Regions from separate parts of the Zea mays genome. Here regions 1, 2 and 4 are each linked to region 3. The links are chromatin contacts, called in public Hi-C maps. All regions are on one chromosome and are shown on one strand. Each heading gives the region's core, a stretch centred on a gene start, on an enhancer-like site or on the middle of the called end of the contact. The rest is flanking DNA. Distances are from core to core; before and after follow the strand shown.

Region 1 (3,476 bases), core at 461-2,960, 240 kb before region 3:
TATTTGCTATCTCGTCCATCAATTGATCGAAAACAGGAACTGGATACCTGCTCTTGATTGTCAAGGCATTGAGATAGCGATAATCCACACAGAAGCGCCAGGTGTTATTCTTTTTCTTGACCAAAAGAACCGGGGAAGCAAAGGCACTCTGACTTTTCTGAATAACACCCTGCTGGAGCATGTCATGAACTTGTCGTTCAATCTCATCTTTCAATTGTGGGGGATATCGATAAGGCCGCATTGTGAACAGTTGGGCACCCGGCACTAAAGGTATAGTATGGTCACAATCATGAGAGGGTGGCAAACCTTGAGGATCCTCAAAGATAGAAGCATATTGCTCCAAGAGTGCCTGAATCTGATCCGGTAACTGAGAGCTTGGACGGACGGATGTGTCGTCACTGACCAAAAGTAGTTCCACCACAGTGCACTCTGGTATTGGATGTGTATGACCATACAATATAAATTCTTGTCCCTGGTAAGGAATGGCTAACCACTGTTGTACCCAATCAACTCGCATGGGACTGAAGGTTTGCAACCAATCCATTCCAACTACCATGTCACAACCGCGCAAAGGAAGAAACAGGATGTCTGAAAGAAATGTGCAACCCTGAATTTGCCATGGAACCTGCAACCATTTTTCTTCACAAAGCAACACCTCTCCATTAGCCACACGAACACTAACCGATATGGGCACCACATGAGTAGGCTGGTGTTTGTCTCTAAGATGATTACTGACAAAAGTATGTGAACTGCCACTGTCCAACAAAATCAATACAGAATGGTTCAGAAGAACACCCTGAAACAGGTTCAGGTCTGATTACAAATAGCCAAATATCTTAAGTTAGGCTTTTGGGTGCTGCTCAGTTTTGCGCAATAGTAAGAGAAGAAAAGCTGTAGGCATACCATCTCTTGGTGCTCGTTGCCGGAGAAGAGACAAGGAGGGGGAGAAAACTGAGGGGAACTTTGAGGAGAGCGCGAGGCCCAGCACAAGTGCACAACGACCTCGACGACGTACACGACGAAGAACGTAACGGCGTTGACCGCCACCGCCGCAGAGCCGCTACGCAGGGAGAGGGAGGGAATCCCTCGGGGGCGCTTTCACCTAAGGAAGCGAAAGAGCGACGAGGCAAGCTTGGACGCACGCGGATCCTCAAATCCGCAACCCGACGATCCAGACCCCCGAGCGTTCGGCCTAATGCCGTAGAGAGCGAGAGCGGCGGCAGAAGCAGAAGCAGTGGAGGAGACGGGGAGTGTGCATGCTGGGGTGATGAAGCTGCAAATCTTCCGGAGCGGGGGCGAAGCATAGGCAGCCAGAGGAGAGGGTACGCGAGAGTGTGATTGCACCGGGAGATCACTGGTGCGTCGCTTGGACTGGCGGAGCAGAGCCGGGCGGAAGCAGAGAGAGTGACGACTACAAAATATATCAGCACCATGGCCGGATTAGGATCAGCTAAACTAATCCCACAAAAACTGGCCACGCAACCTTGAATGTTCGATCATGCGAGCTGAGAGAGCGGAGGAGTCCGCTCGGAGGGGAGGAAAGGGCGGAGGAAGAGGAGACGGAGCGAGGAAACCGGATTCTGGCCACGGACACTTACCGATAATATAGTAGAGATTAGATTTTTAGATCTAACGGACTTGCACGCTTGACGCTTTATAAATCTGCCCACGACGCGATCCAAGTCGAGTCGAGTCGAGTCCTCTTCTATTTAGGGGAACGGTCAAATACGCGTACACGGCCGGTATCCGCAGCGCCGGCACGGCGCACCTCCTCTCGGAGAATCGAAGCCGAACTGGGCGGCGGGCGTAATGGATCTGCTGAAGCGGGAGCTGGAGAAGAAGCGGAAGGCGGCGACGGCCGACTTCGGGGGCAAGAGCTTCGTGCGGCGCTCGGAGCTGGAGCAGAAGCAGCTCCAGAAGCGCCGCGACGAGCACCGCCAGCTCCTCGCCAAGTCCGGCGGCACGTCGGCGCCCTCCGCGAATTCCGCCGCAGCTGCTACCGGTTCCGACCCCAGCAGCTTCGACGCCGCAGCTCAGACGGCGGCGGCGAACCCTAACCCTAGCTCCTCCGCCGCCGCCACCTCCTCGGCGCCCTCCGTCCCGCCCGCCCTCGCGCCGAAGAAGACCGCGCAGGAGGAGGCGCTGCTCTCCGAGGAGCGTCGCATCGACGAGCTCGACCTCCCACGGCACGAGGTGGTGCGGCGCCTCCGCGTGCTGCGCGAGCCCGTCACGCTGTTCGGGGAGGACGACGACGCCCGCCTCGCGCGCTTCAAGCTCGTGCTCAAGTCCGGCGTCATCGACGACATTGACGACATCGACATGACCGAGGGACAGACCAACGACTTCCTCCGCGACATGATCGAGATGCGCAAGCGGCAGAAGTCCGGGAGGGACACCTACGCCAAGGGCAAGAGCAAGCGTGTAGGTGGGGGTGATGGTGGCGACGGGGGTGCCGCTGGAGACAGTGCAGATGATGGGGATGCCAAGGGGAGCGGCGATGATGCTGACGCAGACAAGGACTCCAAGAGGATGAGGACCAAGTTTGAGGAGCTTTGCAATGAAGACAAGATTTTGGTGTTCTTCAAGAAGCTGCTTAATGAGTGGAACCAGGAATTGGATGAGATGACTGAGCTAGAGAAGCGGACAGCAAAGGGGAAGTCCATGGTTGCAACATTCAAGCAGTGTGCACGGTATCTCAGCCCGCTGTTTGAGTTCTGCAGAAAGAAGGTATTGATTCTTATGCAATTTCCATCTGTTGGTTGCTTAAATTGTGCTATTAATTTGATTGCACTTCAAATTGACACAATTATTCAAAACTCTAATCAGTAAACTGAGTAGTTAGTCTGTAACATGGCAAACATTTACGATAGACATGTAACGTGTTACTTTTATTCTGAATACCATGCTTTCTTGAAAGATCATTTCGTTGTACATTTGATGTTATGTTGTCTGCTACCCATTGTATATTGTGCAAGTATAATAAACACTACTTCTGTATACCTCCCTCTCATGCATGCTAGTATCATATTCTGGTTGTCATATATATTTTATGATAAAAAAAACTTGACTTTGGGGGAGGGGGGGAGGCAGGAAGAGACAGCCCCCGAGCATCTTTTGTGTTCTTAGTTTTGCATTTGTTCTGTACTAGTGCAGATTCTAATTCTGGCATACTATGTCCCCAAGTTTGTTTTTAAATGGAATTACCTAGTGTGTAGGATTGCAATTCAGTTGAGCAATCAACTAAATTCTAGTTCGTGACTGAGATTCAGATTTGATATAACTAATGTAGTCTCACTATAGGGCGTAGCAAGCTTCTTGGAAATATCATCCCGCTTTCTGCTTGAGCGAAATACTGATGCTCATCTGAATATTGATTATGTTTATACCGTTCACAACTAATGTCATTACAGCCTTTCATCAAGTTTCTTGGTGCTTCACTGATTCTGATGCATGTATGGCTGGATCCATTTTTAGGT
Region 2 (3,601 bases), core at 410-2,909, 200 kb before region 3:
TAGTCGGCTGCCCGTGCGTTGCGACGACTTACAACAATATCCACGTAAACTATCCACAAAAAATCAAGATTTGTTTATTGATTGTCTCCGCTCTCCGTATAATATTTTTTTGATTTAGCTAATTGATGTTATTGTTTACTCCATGCAATATATCATGGTACAACACGGCTAATAAAGTGAGCGATTAGAAGAGAGTTCACAACGACTGAGTGAACGAACAGAGATTATAAAATGACATAATTCCACCATACAGAGACCAAATAAGAGAAAGTTTATGAGCTCAAGTTTCTAAAATAAGTCACATGAACTCAAACTTATAAAAAAGATGGATCAAAATATGGAGTGATTGATAAAGTCAGGCATCAATAAAAACTAGATGCGCTCCATATAAATTATGCTACTTCGTAGCAATTACTAACGTTTAAAACCAACAAATAACCTTTCATTTTACTGTTAGTGTGACAAATCATTGTTGCTCCATCTAATTCAGCAACCTCAAACACCATGGAGTCAATTGCGCCAATGTGGTCTCAGAAACAACCCAATGCTTGTAAGAGCCAAGAACGTCGTGCCGTGTTTGGGCTGTAGCCTCGCCCCGTAGTGCTGCCCCGGACCGACACGATTATATTTTTTATTTTAAAAAAATGTATATACATATATACATATTCAATATTAAAAACATCTGAGCATGATGTTCTATTGGTTAGACAGCTTCACCCAATATTTTCTACCCTTGTTCCATCAGGGCATGGGTTCGAACCTCACCTCATGCACCACTTTTTAACATTTTACGCTGATTTAAACAAATGGGCCGATAGGTTGGCCCGTCACGGTCAGCAGGCCGGCATGACGTGCATGGACCAGAGTTGTGTCCCGCGAGCGTCTGGCCCATGCTGAGCCGCCGTTTAGCCATATATAGACGTGCAACGATAAATGTGAGGGGTTCTTTGTAAAAAGATGACGCGTGACGACCGTTGAAACTGGTGCTTTAAGTATAATATAGAATATAGATATAGATATTGATTAATGAATATACAAACCATCATAGTTTTTTTTGGTTGGGAGTGCCCATATATAATTTCTCCAGAATCGGGAGACCAATGAGCTAAACCCACTCGATCAAATAGCAATGTGCCAATGTCTCACTTACCTGTTTGGCAATTTGGCAAAACTAGCTAGGCATTTATAGCTCTTAAAAATATTAAATATAAAATTAAAGATTTGATAGTGTGGCTCGACCCTTAGGCTTTGTTTAGGTACTCTCACTTAATCTATGTGTATTGAATTGGATTGAGATGTAACTTAAACTAAATTACACTCGAATCAACTTCGATACATATGGATTGAAATGAATACGAGGTATTCAAACCAAGGCCGTTTCCTATCACTAGCAGCATAATTCTAAAGCTTTGATTTCGGGTTTTTAAAAAGAAAAACGTTGGCAGCAGCTCATAAACTCCGCCCCGAATAACGGAATTGAAGATCGGATCTCTAAACAACCACGTCAGTTTCCTGCCCTCATCGGTTACCTTTGTCCCCAACGCATGTATCCGCGTTTGCGTTGCGTCTGTGCCTGACGGGGTAAATCGTGAAACCCCGGGCAAAGCGCATAAAAAACGGAAAGCCGTTCTCATCTTGCCCTCCTTTTTAGCTTTTAGCTTGCGCCTTGCGTTCGCGGAAAAGGCTCATCTTTTCAGGTGGAAGGAGCGATTCGTCTGTGCCTGCGCCTCGCCGGGCTCGTGCCGCTGTACCCTCCTTCTCCAGGAGACCTGTACGGTGAAGGGGCGTTCCCGCGCCAAACGGGAAGCAAAGCTCGCTCGCGCCCTTTTTTTCGGATCATATAACGCCGGCGCCTAGCTCAAACACCACAGCTCGCTGCCTAGATCTACGCGGCAGCGGCGGCGGCAGAGGAGAGGGACCCGGAGCTGCGCCATGGGTCCTACCGCCGGCTCCGGCGAGGACAAGGCTATGTCAGGTGAGTGAGTCGATCGGATGCGGGCTCTGCGGAGGGATCGCGTTGTTTGGTGTCCGCCCATTGTTCTTGGAGATACGCTGTCTGGTTTAATTGTTGGGTTTAAATCATCTTGCGCTGTTCACACCTGACATCTGTGCCTGTGGTGCGTAATTATGGAAATCGCTGTTGCTGATCTAGCTGCCGTGGAGCTGCGAATGCGTGTCTTTGAGGTTTTCCTACAAGCTTGGAATATTTCATGTTTTTTCCTACTCTTTCCTACAAAGCCAGATTGGGGATAACGGATAGGAAAACAGAATGTCTTCCTTGTTTGGTTTACTTATTTTTCTTGCCCGCGATTCGAAGCAGAGTAGAACCGTTCTTTTTTAGCAGCGAAATTGCATGCTTGGTATTGGTCATCCAATCTGTGATTTTTTTATTCAAGCATTGGATGCTTTTAGAATACCTTTTGAAGGTTAAAACTTAAAACTGAGGTTTTCCACGCTTATCAATTTAGATTTTAGATCGTATTTTGGCGGTTGGCGTCTGATTGAATTATCATTGTCTACTTGATTTTTTTTCTTCAGGTTTTTTTACATGATAAAATATTGGCATCTAGGAGTGGTCGTTTTACTAATTTGTCTTTTTCTCCGTTATATTACCCTTGTGGCAATGATGCCATGATTTCAATGCAAATTTAGTTTTCCAGCTTGAAGACAAATACATATGTCAATGTCACTGTCACAAAGCCTCTGTGTTGTGGAAGGTTAACTGCAATTTTTTTGAAAGATCTGGTTGCCCAGCTTTGATTTTTAATAACTAGGCGACATCAGTTACAGAATTTGCGTAATTACGATTTACGATATGTGAACCAGTTACCTAGAATGTTAATAATTCACAGTGTGCGTTGGATTCTCCGTATGGCACTACAGGCTGAGATTAAAACATGACTTTTCTTAACACTTTGCTAACTGAACGAATAATGAGATATATTGCAGTGTAATCCATGATCTAACCGGTGCACTTCATATTTCAGAGCTCCGGAAAAAACATCGTGTGGACCTAGAGAGACTAACAATTACATCGCGACCATTCAAGACATTGTCATTCTTTGTGTTAGCCATTGCTCAGAATTTGGAAAGAACATGTTCATCTGTTCTGAAAAAAGGTTACCAGTTAAAAACCGCAATGCTTTTGGTTGTTGCTACTTGGCTTCTGCTCATGTTCACTGATGGCCTGAATGAAAAGGTACCATCTTGTTTTAAATTAATTAGAACATATGTGTTTTGCAGGATTAAGAACAGTCTGAGTTACATAAATGCTACATATTAGATAATGAGTTGCAAGAAAGCTTTGCCCTTTTTTTATTCTTTTTGGCACGAATATTTGAAAGTGGGTGATAAACTGCAGTCTGTTTTTTACTCTTACTCTTAGCATCTCCAAGAGCTCCCCAGAAAATAACTCCTCAAAATTAGTTTTAAGGGATATCTAAAAAATTAGTGGGGATAGATTTTAATTCTTTCTCCAACAGATCCCTTAAAGCGGCAGATTGTTTCTGGGGAACAAAAAAAACCCTCATTTGTAGCTACAAATGAGGGGGTTTTAAGGGCTATGAAAACGTTGAGAGCACTTTAGGGAAACTGTTGGAGA
Region 3 (3,538 bases), core at 567-3,066:
CAGTCGGTTCACTATTACTTAGGAACACATAGTTATCGTACCCGCATGAAACGCCCCACGGTCGAGTATATAAGGCCTAGGGGGCACCCTATCAAAGAAGAAGTCACTTATTAGCCATCTAATCAATTCTCTAGCATCCTTCATGCTAGAGAACTCCCCTGTAATCCACCACATAAAGAGCCACACAAGGAAGTAGGGTGTTACGCATCTCTAAGCGGCCCGAACCTGTATAAAATTGTCTATCGTCCCTCGTGCGCCCAATACGAACCATCGAGCTACAGTTGGTAACACCGTCCTACCCAAAAGCACCTCGAGGGATAACCCGGGTGCGCGGTCGGGTCCCAAACACCGACAGTATGAGTTTTACCTTGCTGAGGTTTTCTCATCCAAAGTTTTTAACGAGGTAATATCAACTAAGCTTTATGCTTCATCATTTATTTTACTCCATGGGGGTTTTAGGAATGCTGATTACAGACATATTTTCTTTTGGAAGTCAGTATGAGTTTTACTCATAATCCAAAAGCATGATGTACACCTTATTTTTCCTATAGGGTTTTTAAGGAGAATAATATACTGAAAGAACAATTGACGGATGTCAAATGAAGTTGGAATTGATCAAGGGAGAGTGCTAGAAAAATGTGACATATGTGTGATCAATCCAAAGGGGTGCGACAATTATCTCGCTAAGAGACACACCTATTGGCTTGCACCCCTTCACTTGTATATAAATATAAATTCCCTGCGGCTGTCACTTCTATCCCAAATCTCGTTTTTCATTCATTTACAATAGTTTCAAAGGAGTTACCAATATATGTATTGTCCTCTAAAACATCTATGAGTTCTCATACGAGTTTACAATAAGGCAATAATCATTACATGTTGGATCACTTTCTCCTTATTTTTCCATTAGGTTTAAAGAAGTTTTTAATAAAATATATCAATATTTCCCATCATTTTTATTCTACAGGACTTTTAGAGGATTAATTGTATTCATTGATCTTAAAATTGGATTCGGTCTAGGAACAGCATTACAGCAAGGAGAGTGTTGCAAATATGAATATCTATACGTGGATAATCTCATCCCAAATCGCCAGCCAACGTGTGGTTCCTTTTTGGAAACTGACGTCTCAGACTGTTTGGCGCACGCGCTTGCACTTTCTTAACGCCCCTTTTCCGTGTATAAGTAATTTAACGTAAATATGTGAAAATTGCTGTAGCCATTTTTCTTCATTCCATTACAAGTCAGTAGTTTGCCCACCACATAACCCACCAGACAACCGCGGCAACACCCGAGCAACCGGTGCGAGGGCGTGCCACATCAGCACCGGGGTGAAACACCCCGTGCAGTGTCCAGATCAGGTCCATTCCGCGCAGGTGGGGCCCGCCAAAAGCGGACAACCCATCTATATTAAAATCATTTTTTCTCATTACTCAGCTGGTTATAATCAATTTATAATTGAATGAATAGGCTAATGGTGCCTTCTTCCCCGGCCCGTCCCCCACCCACCTCCTACCACCGGTGGACGATTAGATTTTTCCCGGCTACCCGAAACCGACACGTGTCAGTGGCGGCCCATGCTTGAGCCGTAAGGAAGAGGCAGAGGGAGAGATTTTATTGAGCGTCAGTGTGGGCCCGGTAAGGATCCGACGGTGGCGGGCCGCGCTACGGTGGCGCCCTCGTCGCCGGCGCTGTCGGATGCAGGATCGGTAGGCGCGCGGATCTGGACCGTCCGATGCGGGGGTGCGCAGCGACAAAAAGAAGATGAGGCGAGGCGGGCGCCTAGAAAGGGAACCCGACGGGGAGGGAAACGGCCAGACGACGCTCAGACCAAAGAGCGAGAAGGGGGCAAGCGGCACGCTGCCGGAAAAGAGAGGCTGGCGTGGTGAAGGGCAGGGCGGAGCCTTGCACCGCAGAAGAGAAGCGAGGGGAGCGCCAAGCAGTAGTAGAAAGAGAGATAGGGAGGAAGAGCGACGAGAGCCGAGGAGCTCTCCTCCGCCTAATCCTTGGCCGCGCTGCTAGATTCGCCAGAATTACCGAGGCGCTGCACCCCGGATCTACAGGGCGGCGGCGGCGCTCGTCGGAATCCGGCGAGGCGGCGGTGATTTGCCGGGGATCGGCGCCGCATGTCTCAGATCTGAGATGGACAGGATCCGGGACGGCAGGAGGAGCGGGGTGTCCGGCGGAGCCGGGCCGCCGCCTCCGAGAAGGCGCCTCAGGAGCAACGGCGGAGGGGGCCCCAGAGACTCGCCGCGCTCCGAGCGCCGACGTGGCGAGCGCCTCATGCTCAACGGCGGCGGCGCCGGCGCCGGGAGGGACGACGCCGACGACACCTCCGACGACAGCCTCGGCGACGACGACGAAGACGCCGAGGAGGAGCTCGCGCCGCGGTACCAGCAGCAGCGGCGGTCGCCGAGCACGGCGCCGCCACCGCCCTCGCCGCCGCAGCCCGGCGGTGGCCACCACCACAGCAGTAGTAGCAGCGGCGGCGGCGGTTACCACAACCACCACCACGGCCAGCAGCATCAGATACAGCGGAAGGGCGGCGTCTCACATCCGAAAAGCCCCATGGTGGTCAAGGCTGTTGACGAGATGATCGGCGTGCCTGTCCCGAGGAAAGCCCGCTCTGGTAGTCTCTCCTACCACCGCTCAGATTTTTTTGGCATCACCGGCTGTTTCATCTTTGCTTATGCTTTTGTGCTCTTGGCAGCTTCTACGAAACGCTCTTCGCACGAGTGGCCTGTCCCCGGCGGTGGAACCAGTGGAGGCAGCTCCGGCGTAGGAGATGGCTCGCAGATCCAACGACCTTCGTCACGGCCGATCTCTCCGGCGCCTGCCTCTACTGCCGCTCCTCGGAAGAAGCTTGTGGGTTTCTAGAGGCCTTTGCCCCTCGTTTTCCATGGTGCTCTTGCTTGCTAACTTTTTTTTCTCTCTTCGGCTTTGCCTATCAGAAAACATTGGGTGGCGGTGTGAGCAGCGGTGGTCTGGGACCAGCGCCGAAGCAGCGACCGTCGATGTCCCCAGCGCCTTCAACAACCCCGCCACAACCGCCGCCGTCGAAGATTTCGAAGTCTCCATCTTTTATCCAAGAGGAGATTGAGGTCGCTGAGGTGCTGTTCGGGCTCACCAGGCAGTTCCCATGCCCGCAAAAGCAGGAGAGCAACCACAAACTCGAGCCTAGGGACGCGCCCGAGGCCAAGTCTGGGAACTCTTCGCCGGCCCCCTCGTCTTCTGGCGTCCGACCGTCGGATTCCACCTCCCTTTCCACCATAGGTGCGTAGTCCTGTTGGCGGTTGTGGCTTTTTTCCCTCGCTGTTTTTGCATTTTTGTTTTCTTGGGTCTAATCGGCTCTCCCGCTGGATCTTGCAGCTCCAAAGAGGAAGAGACCACGGCTGGTAAATTACGACGAAGATAGCCGTCCGGCGAGACCAGAGTTGGCAGAGCCGTCATCAAACCCGGAGTCACCTCCTGTGGCAAGATCAGAAGCGAAGACAACAGCAACATCGGCAGCAGCAGAAAGCGGCACCAGCACCACCCCTG
Region 4 (3,486 bases), core at 215-2,714, 200 kb after region 3:
CTGCAAGAAATCACTGACGGGCTGCCTGCCTTGCATTAGAAACCTTAGCTTATTTTAGCTTGTGAGCTGGTTTGTTACATCAACAACCCAAATTTCTAGTTTGGTTATTATCGTTAAGAGTGTATATGAAAAAGCGTGTGCCGTGAAGCCGTATATATAGATGTCCAAACGGGAGACATGGCCCGACCCGTTTGAGCCCGACACAATTAAGCCCGACCACTTAATCGAGCCGTGCCGTACCGCCTGACGGGCCCATAACTCTTCCCGAGCATGGCACGGTGTAGGACTGACCATGCAGGGCCGGACTAAATAGCACGACCCATTTAGTGGCCTGTGCCGGCCCGAGCCCGCAAAACACAAAACCATCCCGGCGCCGCCTATCTCCTGCGCCGCGTCGCGGAGGTGGCCCACGCTGTCCGCTAGATTCTCCAGACAGTCGCGCACGGGACCTGCGACCGCTGACCCCTTCTTCGCGCCGCGGCGGGGGCTGCCATCACCGAATCCGGACCGGGAGCCGCACAGGCGGCCCACGTACGCGGACGCTGCCCGAGCGCGGGCCGCGCGCCAGCCCCCGCGGCGGCGGGGAGCCTCCGTACGCCGCGAGGCTATGCTCGCACACCGACGGGTACTGCGTCGCGCGGCAGGATTTGCGGATGAAGCCGCTGGCCACCGGCGGCGCGACGACCGTGGCCTGGAGCGCCGCTGCGACAGCGACGAACAGCAGGAGGAGGCGGGCAGCGGCGCTGCTGCTGCTGCAGGGGCGAGCCATGACTGCTGAGCTGCAGGAGGGAGCAGGGAGCAGGGAGCAGGGAGGACGTGCGCTGTGCGCACTGGATGCCGACACTCGGCACTCGCCGCGTCGCGCCGCCGCAGGGAGGAGAGATCCAGGAGCGAGAGGGAGGAAGAGTGGGTTAGAGTTTGCGTTAGGAGGTGACGAGGTGTTATACGCGGACACGACAGCCGTCGGGTTGGGCCGTCGGGGTCTCGGGGACTTGTGGGCTGGCGGCGGGGTGGGTGGGGAAATGGGGATTTAGGTTTTAGGGGGTTTAGAATAAACGGGCTGGTTAAAAGGCCCGACAAATACCGGGCCGTGCTTGGACCAGCCCAACAGGCTCAAATGTCTGTCGGGCCCGGTACGTTATCCGGGCCGAGCTGAGCCCGGATCCGCTTTAATCCGTACCGTGCCGTGCTCGTGTCGTGCTAAAATAACGTGTTTCGTACCGGGCTAACAGACCACGTGCTTGACATCTATAGCCGTATCTATTTCAGACTGGCTCAGCCAACCGGCCGGTCCAGTCCATTTCCTACTGACGAGTCTTGAAGCCGTGTGCCGTGAAGCGACCGGCCAGCCGATCTGATATCTGACTGACCCGCGCCGCCTGTCGCCGTCTGCCCCCACCCTTCCCCTCCAAATCCAACAGCGGGAGCAAAGCCAAACCAAACCAGCTTACTGCTCCGCTCCGCTTTGTTGCCAATTTCCGCTCCAAGCGTCGCGGTCGTGAAGTCTCGTTGCGATGGATTCGAGGCCCCGCGAGACTGACGCCCCCGGCGACCCGGCCAACGGCGCCGCCCCTCCGCTGGCCGCGGCGGTGACGGCCGCGACCGGGGACGTCGAGATCATCAGGCCCCGCAACGACAAGCGTGGGTACCGCCGCGTCGTGCTCCCTAACTCGCTCGAGTGCCTGCTCATCAGCGACCCCGACACCGATAAGGTCTGCTACACCGATCGTGCTAGGATGGACCGAACGGGGGTTTTGGCGACGGGTTTTGGATTTTGGTGCGAGATTTCGAGGTTGTGAATTGTGCTTTGTTTTGCAGGCGGCGGCGTCAATGAATGTTTCGGTGGGGTACTTCTGCGACCCCGATGGGCTGGAAGGGCTCGCACACTTCCTCGGTCAGTGTTCGGTTTCATCTTGCTGCATCTGAAGTCCTGAACTCGCTTACTGCTTGAACTGGACTGAGCTTCAGCTTGATCCTGTTTTTTGTTGGTAGCTTTTCTCTGATTGGTTGTGAGTAGTTTGGAAGTGAGAAATACGTGAACACTAGTATTTTTTTCTGTGCTATCTGCATGTACTGTCGTAGTGTCGTCTTATCGCAACTTAGGTCTCAATGCTTGTTACACTGCATTTGAATGTGCATTTGGTTGTCAAACAGATATTACTTCTCTATTCCTCTGATCATACATGGAAATCAAGAGCGCTATACTATTAGGCATTAGGTGCAAATAAACATGAAAAAGGAGGATGAGCGTTGAGCGATACTCTAGGTCCAGTCAAATATGTTACTCCTCCCCTCCCCCCCTCTCTCTCCTTAAACCTGCTATATTCCATTGAGCATTCAAGTATGTACTGGTTTCTGAGAAAAAAACATTTCAAAATGAACTTTTACCACCAGCCGAAATATCATTGAATTTGATGAGTGGAGTGAACATGCTGTGCTGAATAAAGAACTTCCTTGGCATTTTTCACTATATTTCAAATTTACAGAAAGTATCGGTTGTTTGATGATATCTGGACTGGGATACTCCAGTAACCCTGAAAAAACGTGAGTCGTAGAGTCACTTAGTTTGGAGAAACTAAGTTTTATCCATAAAATCTGCAAGTATCTTGTGGCTTAGTGGTGAAAAAGCATCAAGACAACTTACTCATCTGAAACCATGCATGCATGACAACAAAACAAACGTCAATAATGTGATTGATGCTGGGAGAATACCTTTACATGTTGTCATTTTGATGGTATGCTCCCATTTATGGATGATATGCTAGTTGAAAGTTCAGTTGAATTAGTTTTAGTTGATGAACTCTACAAGTTGTCTGACATTCTATAAAGTTCCCTGAATTTTATCTATGCATTTTTTGCTTGGTTTGATGCTTTACCCAATTGCCAGGATCATTTAAGGTGATAATTAAATATCTGTGGACTTGATTAATAATATATAAACAATATATCTAATTTGTATTTCTACATATATAGACACTTATTGTTCTGCTTTTATACTGCTTTAGTTACAGTTTTACTAACATATTGATGAAAATTGAATATTATGTGGGTTGTTCTTTTTCTCCCTATCCTTATGAATGTTTCCAATTTTACAGAGCATATGCTTTTCTATGCCAGTGAAAAATATCCAGAAGAAGACAGTTACTCAAAGTACATTGCAGAGGTATGCCTTATTTCGTCAGGTTGAGAATTTTCTTTGTCTTGTTTATATTTCTTACAAATAGATTCCTGTAAACAGCTGTAATTGTTTTATTGTAATTTGTTATTGGATTTAGCTGGTTGACAATGAAATCCTTCTTTCTTCTTTAGCTCCTGGATGCATTTCTTCAAGTTGTTAGTGGTGACTGACTTCTTTCTTAGAAGCTTTGCTGGCACAGTGGAACTTGTTTAGAACTTGACAAGTAGCAGCTTAATTCTAGAATAGCTAAACCATCATAAAACATTTAATTGTAGTGTTTTTGGTTTTCCTTGTTTTTAGACCTGATG

What was found. Hi-C and Micro-C count contacts between places; a contact is called where the count stands out from the background.
Region 1: a contact with region 3 is called in a Hi-C map of tassel, with 6 times the contacts expected there. The contact joins the promoter of LOC103633324 here to the promoter of LOC100502414 in region 3. A contact is called at or near these places in 2 of 25 Hi-C or Micro-C datasets (leaf and tassel).
Region 2: a contact with region 3 is called in a Hi-C map of bundle sheath, with 3 times the contacts expected there. The contact joins the promoter of LOC100274223 here to the promoter of LOC100502414 in region 3. A contact is called at or near these places in 10 of 25 Hi-C or Micro-C datasets (bundle sheath, ear, endosperm and 4 more) and 1 of 3 datasets of contacts at active chromatin or transcription factors (leaf).
Region 4: a Hi-C map of leaf shows a contact between it and region 3, with 2.7 times the contacts expected there. The contact joins the promoter of LOC103633315 here to the promoter of LOC100502414 in region 3. A contact is called at or near these places in 5 of 25 Hi-C or Micro-C datasets (bundle sheath, ear, leaf and 2 more).

The regions. Positions count from the first base shown.
Region 1 is chr7:168,505,377-168,508,852 of Zm-B73-REFERENCE-NAM-5.0, reverse strand. LOC103633324 (pre-mRNA-splicing factor 18-like) reads left to right here and starts at 1,710. Exons shown (of 2, transcript NM_001319725.1): 1 at 1,710-2,727; 2 at 3,475-3,476. The coding sequence starts at 1,810.
Region 2 is chr7:168,462,702-168,466,302 of Zm-B73-REFERENCE-NAM-5.0, reverse strand. LOC100274223 (Vacuole membrane protein KMS1) reads left to right here and starts at 1,659. Exons shown (of 8, transcript NM_001148594.1): 1 at 1,659-1,975; 2 at 2,988-3,199. The coding sequence starts at 1,933.
Region 3 is chr7:168,267,921-168,271,458 of Zm-B73-REFERENCE-NAM-5.0, reverse strand. LOC100502414 reads left to right here and starts at 1,816. Exons shown (of 13, transcript NM_001323959.1): 1 at 1,816-2,627; 2 at 2,709-2,863; 3 at 2,950-3,271; 4 at 3,368-3,538. The coding sequence starts at 2,141.
Region 4 is chr7:168,069,779-168,073,264 of Zm-B73-REFERENCE-NAM-5.0, reverse strand. LOC103633315 (zinc-metallopeptidase, peroxisomal-like) reads left to right here and starts at 1,464. Exons shown (of 26, transcript NM_001347229.1): 1 at 1,464-1,712; 2 at 1,819-1,894; 3 at 3,096-3,163. The coding sequence starts at 1,515. It also overlaps the pseudogene LOC103634349.